Linked DNA regions of Mus musculus: region 2 is linked to region 1. Evidence: chromatin contacts called from public promoter capture Hi-C data. All regions are on one chromosome and are shown on one strand. Each heading gives the region's core, a stretch centred on a gene start, on an enhancer-like site or on the middle of the called end of the contact. The rest is flanking DNA. Distances are from core to core; before and after follow the strand shown.

What was found. Promoter capture Hi-C pulls out the DNA fragments that hold promoters and counts their contacts.
Region 2: a contact with region 1 is called in a promoter capture Hi-C map of pre-B cells, with 13 times the contacts expected there. The contact joins the promoter of Cdk1 here to the promoter of Nrbf2 in region 1. A contact is called at or near these places in 2 of 39 promoter capture datasets (hippocampal neurons and pre-B cells), 2 of 484 Hi-C or Micro-C datasets (B cells and CD4 T cells), 1 of 115 datasets of contacts at active chromatin or transcription factors (embryonic stem cells) and 1 of 9 other capture datasets (adipose tissue).

The regions. Positions count from the first base shown.
Region 1 is chr10:67,283,869-67,286,719 of GRCm38.p6, forward strand. It overlaps Nrbf2 (nuclear receptor binding factor 2), which reads right to left and starts at 1,413. Exons shown (of 4, transcript NM_001036293.2): 1 at 1,229-1,413. The coding sequence starts at 1,258. It overlaps Gm46200 (a long non-coding RNA gene), which reads left to right and starts at 1,565. Exons shown (of 3, transcript XR_001779690.1): 1 at 1,565-1,652.
Region 2 is chr10:69,351,445-69,354,295 of GRCm38.p6, forward strand. Cdk1 (cyclin-dependent kinase 1) reads right to left here and starts at 1,468. Exons shown (of 8, transcript NM_007659.4): 1 at 1,392-1,468.

The DNA of each region.
Region 1 (2,851 bases), core at 163-2,662:
GGCCACACAAATTCTCTTACAAACAAGAGAGGCGCGAGGTTATTTCCCTAGCTCCCCAAAACTCACCAGTGTAGCCTCATTAGCCTGAAGTGTAATCCACTTAGAAACGGACGCAGGGTCTAAATTAGTAACTCTTGGGTAGATTTCTCGGAGCTGCAAACCTGGCGCCAGGGATGGAACCATAGCTTTAGGTGTTCACTCTCCAGCGTTGACGCTCAACACTCCCAAATCTCATTAAGTGACAGGGGCTACGGTCTCACTGGAGCAACTAACTCTTCCAATGTTCCATCCATAACGTACAGTTCTACGTGTCTCTTATCTATTCAGTCCTTTAATCCTCACAACGAACGAGGGTTAAAACAAAAACAAAAAAAAACAATGAAGTGAAAATTTTTGTTCAAGGTCTCTTGAGGCTATTAGGTGACTAAGCCCGAGTTCAAATCCAGGAGTTTGGCTCCAGAAATCCATAGTCTGAAACCACAGACTCTGGCTTCTCTGCACAGCACGGACCAGGCTCTTCCAAGCCGGGAGGGAGGGCAGAGTTCCAAAGGAAGCAATCAATCTTTCCCGGTCCTGCTCTCAATCCCTCCGCATCATCGCAAACCACCTACAGACTTGGGACTTGCAAAGTTTTACTCCGCAACACTAAGGAACCAGACGTCTGCATCTGAATTTCATGAACCTTTTCCCAGGAAACCCGAAGATGTCCTGTGATCACACTTAGAACAGAACTGTGGGAGGTTTGGGGTTTTGTGGGGTTGTTTGGGGCGGTGTGTGTGTGTGTGTTCCTTTTTGCCCCAAACAATAATGACCCGGCCCCCTGTGTGTCTCTCTGTATGTGTTTCTGAGAAAGGCAAACACGTCTGGTACTTTCGTGAGCCTTAAAGCAAAGGCACCGGGCTGCGGGGCGTGGACTGGGGTTCCGATCCAGCTGTTTCAGAGGGGCCTTCGCTAGCCCAGCTGCGAGGGCAGCAGGGAAGAGGGGGTGCGGTGTGCGAGGCGCGGCCCCGACACCCCGACTCTGCCCGCGGCCTGCAGGCGGCGGCTACGTGGCGCTGGGACGCGGTCCCAGCAGGGCAGATGCCACGGGCCCCGAGGGAGAGGCCTGAGCCCCGGGGATCAGGGTCCCCTCCATGAGCTCGCGGCTCCCCCTTCAGTGCCGCTTGACCCCCTCAGCCCGCGTTTCCCCGCAGCCTACCGGTCCCCGACTCAGCCCGCGACCACTCACAAGGTTGAGGGGTCCTTCCATCACTTCCATAAACCCCGGGGTGAGCAGCGGCCCGAGGCGGAGCGGCGGCGCCCGGGCACATGGAGGGGCAGCGAGGGCAGGGAGACGCGGCGGCTGGCAGGAGGCTCCTCGCAGAACCCGGAGCCGGCAGTGAGAGCCCAAGAGCGACAGCCGCGCCACTTCCGCCTCCGACGTCGCGTCGCGGGGGGCCGTCCCGGCGTCGCTGCGCGCGGCGGCGTGACGTCGCCACGCGCCGGCGCGAGGCAGGGGGCGCGGCTGGGGTGAGAGCATGGGGTGGGCGGGGCTAGGGGCGGGGCAGCAGCTAAGTGACAAAAACCGCCCCTCTCCTCGCGAGAGGGAGCTCTGCTAGACTTCGGCGGCGGCTGTCACGTGATGAGCCGGGTCTGGCTAGTTGGTTAATAAGGTCACTCTGCACGCTTGACCTTTCTTCCTTCCCGTAGGCTTTCTCAGGTCCTCTCCTTGTACCTCACCCCTCCTTCTCCGTTTCTGTTCTATCTCCGTTGACTTTTTTTTAAAAAGCAAATTTGAGCCAAGTTAACACCCTGCACTAGATCCGCCTTACAGGAGGTTTCCATATTTTTTGCCTTTTGGCAGAGAGTCTGTGGCCCAGATCTTGTACATGTGGCAGTCTTGTGTCGAGCATATGAGCAGGTGCCACCATACCTCCACTCCACCGAGAGGATTTGACAGAGATAAGTGACCCCAGGGTCACAAACTAATTCTAAAGCAAGAAGGATTATAAGCCACCAAGTATAACCGTTCTTCAACAACTATGTACTAAATCACTGTGCTAAGGTCTTTCTGTTTCCGCACCCACTGGCAAGTAGATATGGTTTATGGAGAAAGGGAGATGGAGAGGAGCTGAGAGAACAACTAACATATTGTGTGAAGGAAACCGGGCTTACCTGGAGGTTTTTTTTTTTTTTTTTTTTTTTTAAAGATTTATTTATTTTTATTATATATAAGTACACTGTAGCTGTCTTTAGACACTCCAGAAGAGGGCGTCAGATCTCATTACGGATGGTTGTGAGCCACCATGTGGTTGCTGGGATTTGAACTTCGGACCTTTGGAAGAGCAGTCGGGTGCTCTTACACACTGAGCCATCTCACCAGCCCCTTACCTGGAGGTTTTACAGTACCAAATTCTGTAATGAAAAAAACTTCAAAGAACCACATGAATGTACCTTTAAGAATTTGTAATATTGGAGGACGTGGAGACGCAGGTTGGGTGTTAAAGGAAACCCACCTGGGGTGTGATTTTTTTTTAAGATTTATTTATTTAATTTATTTTAGTACACAGTCACTGTCTTCAGACAGACCAGAAGAGGGCATCAGATCCCATTAGAGATGGTTGTGAGCCACCATGTGGTTGCTGGGAATTGAACTAAGGACCTCTGGAAGAGCAGTCAGTGCTCTTAACCTCTGAGCCATCTCTCCAGCCCCCTGGGATGTGATTTTTTTTTTTTAATATGAAACCTTAAAAAGCCAGCCGAGGAAAGAGCAGAGGCAATGTACAACATCTGTAAACGGGGAGGAAGAGATGACATATATAACTTAATATGAATAATATATAGCATATATATCTAAAATGATTTCAAAAGC
Region 2 (2,851 bases), core at 218-2,717, 2.1 Mb after region 1:
TAATCATGCTTTGAAAAATATCACGAACAAGGGAGAAACAATTTCTTGGCTCACAAAGAATGGTAGGAAAAAGGTGTGCCTTCTCCTTGAAAGCCCTCTGCCACGGGTGACAAGATCCTTATGAATGAGCATCAAGGAATGGCTGACCTCTCGTGAGCTGTTCCTTACAGATCTCTTTCCACAGTAAAATCAACTCCATGGGGTGTGGGGGCACAGCCAGGAATCCCAGCTCTTGGCACTGCACAAGGAGGCAGCGGCTCAACAGATAAAAATTCAGAAGGAAAATGTAAACCCGTCCAAGGGTCCTGCCAGGCATCCCACTGAACCCTGGGGATTCTCAGACACATAAGATTGACTCTCAACTATGGAGATTATGTTTAGGAAATTTCAACGCATCCCCCCCCAACCCCCTTTCTTCAATACAGAGACTTAATATAACTATAGAGCATTAAACGTTTCAACCACCTCTGCACAGACAGCAAAGAGTTAACATGTCTTGAAAGCTGGGCTTATTTCCTTCCAACATTTTCCAGTCTCCCGGGCCTGCTGTTAAAAGCTGCCCAGTGTATCCAAGTTGGGGGCAGGCGATGGTGGCCCGCACATCAGAACCTTCATCGGTATTTATGTTTTAAGACGATCAAGGACGCGAAGGCATCCGCGGTTCTCCCTCTCTCTCCTTCTTTGCCTGGGTACAGTCTGTGGCCTTAGCACAGGCAACTAAAAATAAACGATCCTACACTTTCTTGGTTCTGCACCTTGGTAGGAATAAGCTTTTTAAACGACCACGGGTCTGTTTCTCCGGCAGTACCGACTTAAGGCCTCCGAAGGCAGCTGGCCTGGTGCAGCCCAGCTCCACACTGGCAGCCAACAGGGCCTGGGACATAACTTGGCACCCCGCCCACACCCGGGCCCACTCCAGCGAGGCCCATCCAGTCTGCAGGAACCTGGAGCTCGCGTAGGGGCCTGCACGTCCGCAGGACCCGGGGCTCAAGTGAGCCTTGCCCTTCCATAAGGGACCGCTGGATCGGGTGAGCCCTGCCCCCCCCCCCCATAGGGATCCCAGGCTCCGGTGAGCCCTGCTCCTCCATAGTGTCCCCAGGCTCAGGTAGGCCATGCTCCTGCATAGGGGACCCTGGCCTCAGATGAGGACATGCTCATCCATAGGGTACCCCAGACCCCGGGCTCAGGGAGGCCATGCCCGACCATAAGGGATCCCGGACTTAGGTGAGGCCCTACCCGTCCACAGGAGACCAAGATCTCACGTGGAGGCCCTACCCGTCCACAAGGGATCCCCAGGCTCACATGGATGTCCTGCCCTTCCCCGGGGGAACCCCCAGATCCCGTGGAGCCCCCGCAGGCCCAGCCTGCACCCAGTCCGACTCACGCCATACCTCTCTGTCCCGGCTGGGGCCACACCGCAGTTCCGGACTGCGCGGACGCAGCAACTCCAGGAGCTTAGAGGCCGAGTGCCAGCAGTTTCAAACTCGCCGCGGTAAAGCTCCCGGGATCCGCCAATCCGATTGCACGTAGACGTTCAAAGGAGCCAATCAGAGCTGAGCTACGCTTGGGCGGGGCTGCCTGGGAGCGCAGAGCGCGAAAGGGAGCGGAAACCGCGGCCAGAGGAATTGCAGGAGGGCGGGCGCCAACTGACTCTTGAGCTCTGTTTTCCTTCCAATATCGTCCTGTTGTTTCTGGACAGTCTAATCTATTCTCTTTTTTCTCCAGCTACCTTTCTGTGTGTAATTTCCCTCCAAGACTAACACAATTCAAATGCATTGAATTTAGATAGCCAGCCACCAAAGTGACAGTACCACTACATCAAGAGCTTGTTATTAGCTGGGCGTGGTAGCACACACCTTTAGTCTCAGCTTTCGGGAGGCAAAGGCAGGGCAAATTTCTGAGTTCGAGGCCAGCCTGGTCTACAGAGTGAGTTCCAGGACAGCCAGGGCTACACATACAGAGAAACCCTGTCTCGAAAAACCAAAAAAAAAAAAAAAAAAAAAAAAGAGTTTCTTACTTTTATTTTGTTTTGTTTTGAGACAAGGTTTCTGGGTGTAATTTTGACTGACCTAGAACTTGCTCTGTAGACCAGGCTGGCCTTGAACTCACAGAGATCCTCCTGCCTCTGCCTCCAGAGTACTGGGGTTAAAGGCGTGTGCTGCCACCACCACCTGGCTATTGCTAACATTTAAAATTACTTTATGATTATGCCTTTCAAAATTCTATATTAAGCTGGGATAATATAAATAATATATAATATTAATATATAATATATTAGTTTACATATGTATGTGTGTATATATATGTGTGTGTGTGTGTATATATGTGTGTGTATATATATATATACATATATATATATATATATATCTGAGGATTGTGGCACACACCTTTAATATATGTATATATATAATATTAAGTTTCACTATGGAATTTTCAGACAATATTGGTCTGTGTTAATTCTTCTCATCCCTTCTCCCAGTAACCCTAGTCCCCGCACCTCGTAACTGCACGCCCCCAAGCCCATAGCCCTCTGTGTCCTATCACCATGTCCATGACTCTAATCCCCCCCCCCACTCGGGCAGCCTTTCCTTTCTAGTTGGAACCTTATATACACACTAACATATGAACATTACATGCTAGGATCCGCCTATGAGAAAGAACATGAAGTGTCTGTCTCTCTATGTCTGTGTCAGGTAACTTGATGTATTTTCCAGCTCTCCCGTGTTCCTGCAGATTATGTTTTTTTCAATGAGTTTTTAGCAGCCAGCAGAAGGATCACATTTAAAGTACCTTAAGAAGACAAGAGGATAGGAACCAATGAAACACTGAAAGACACCCTCAAAACTGAAAA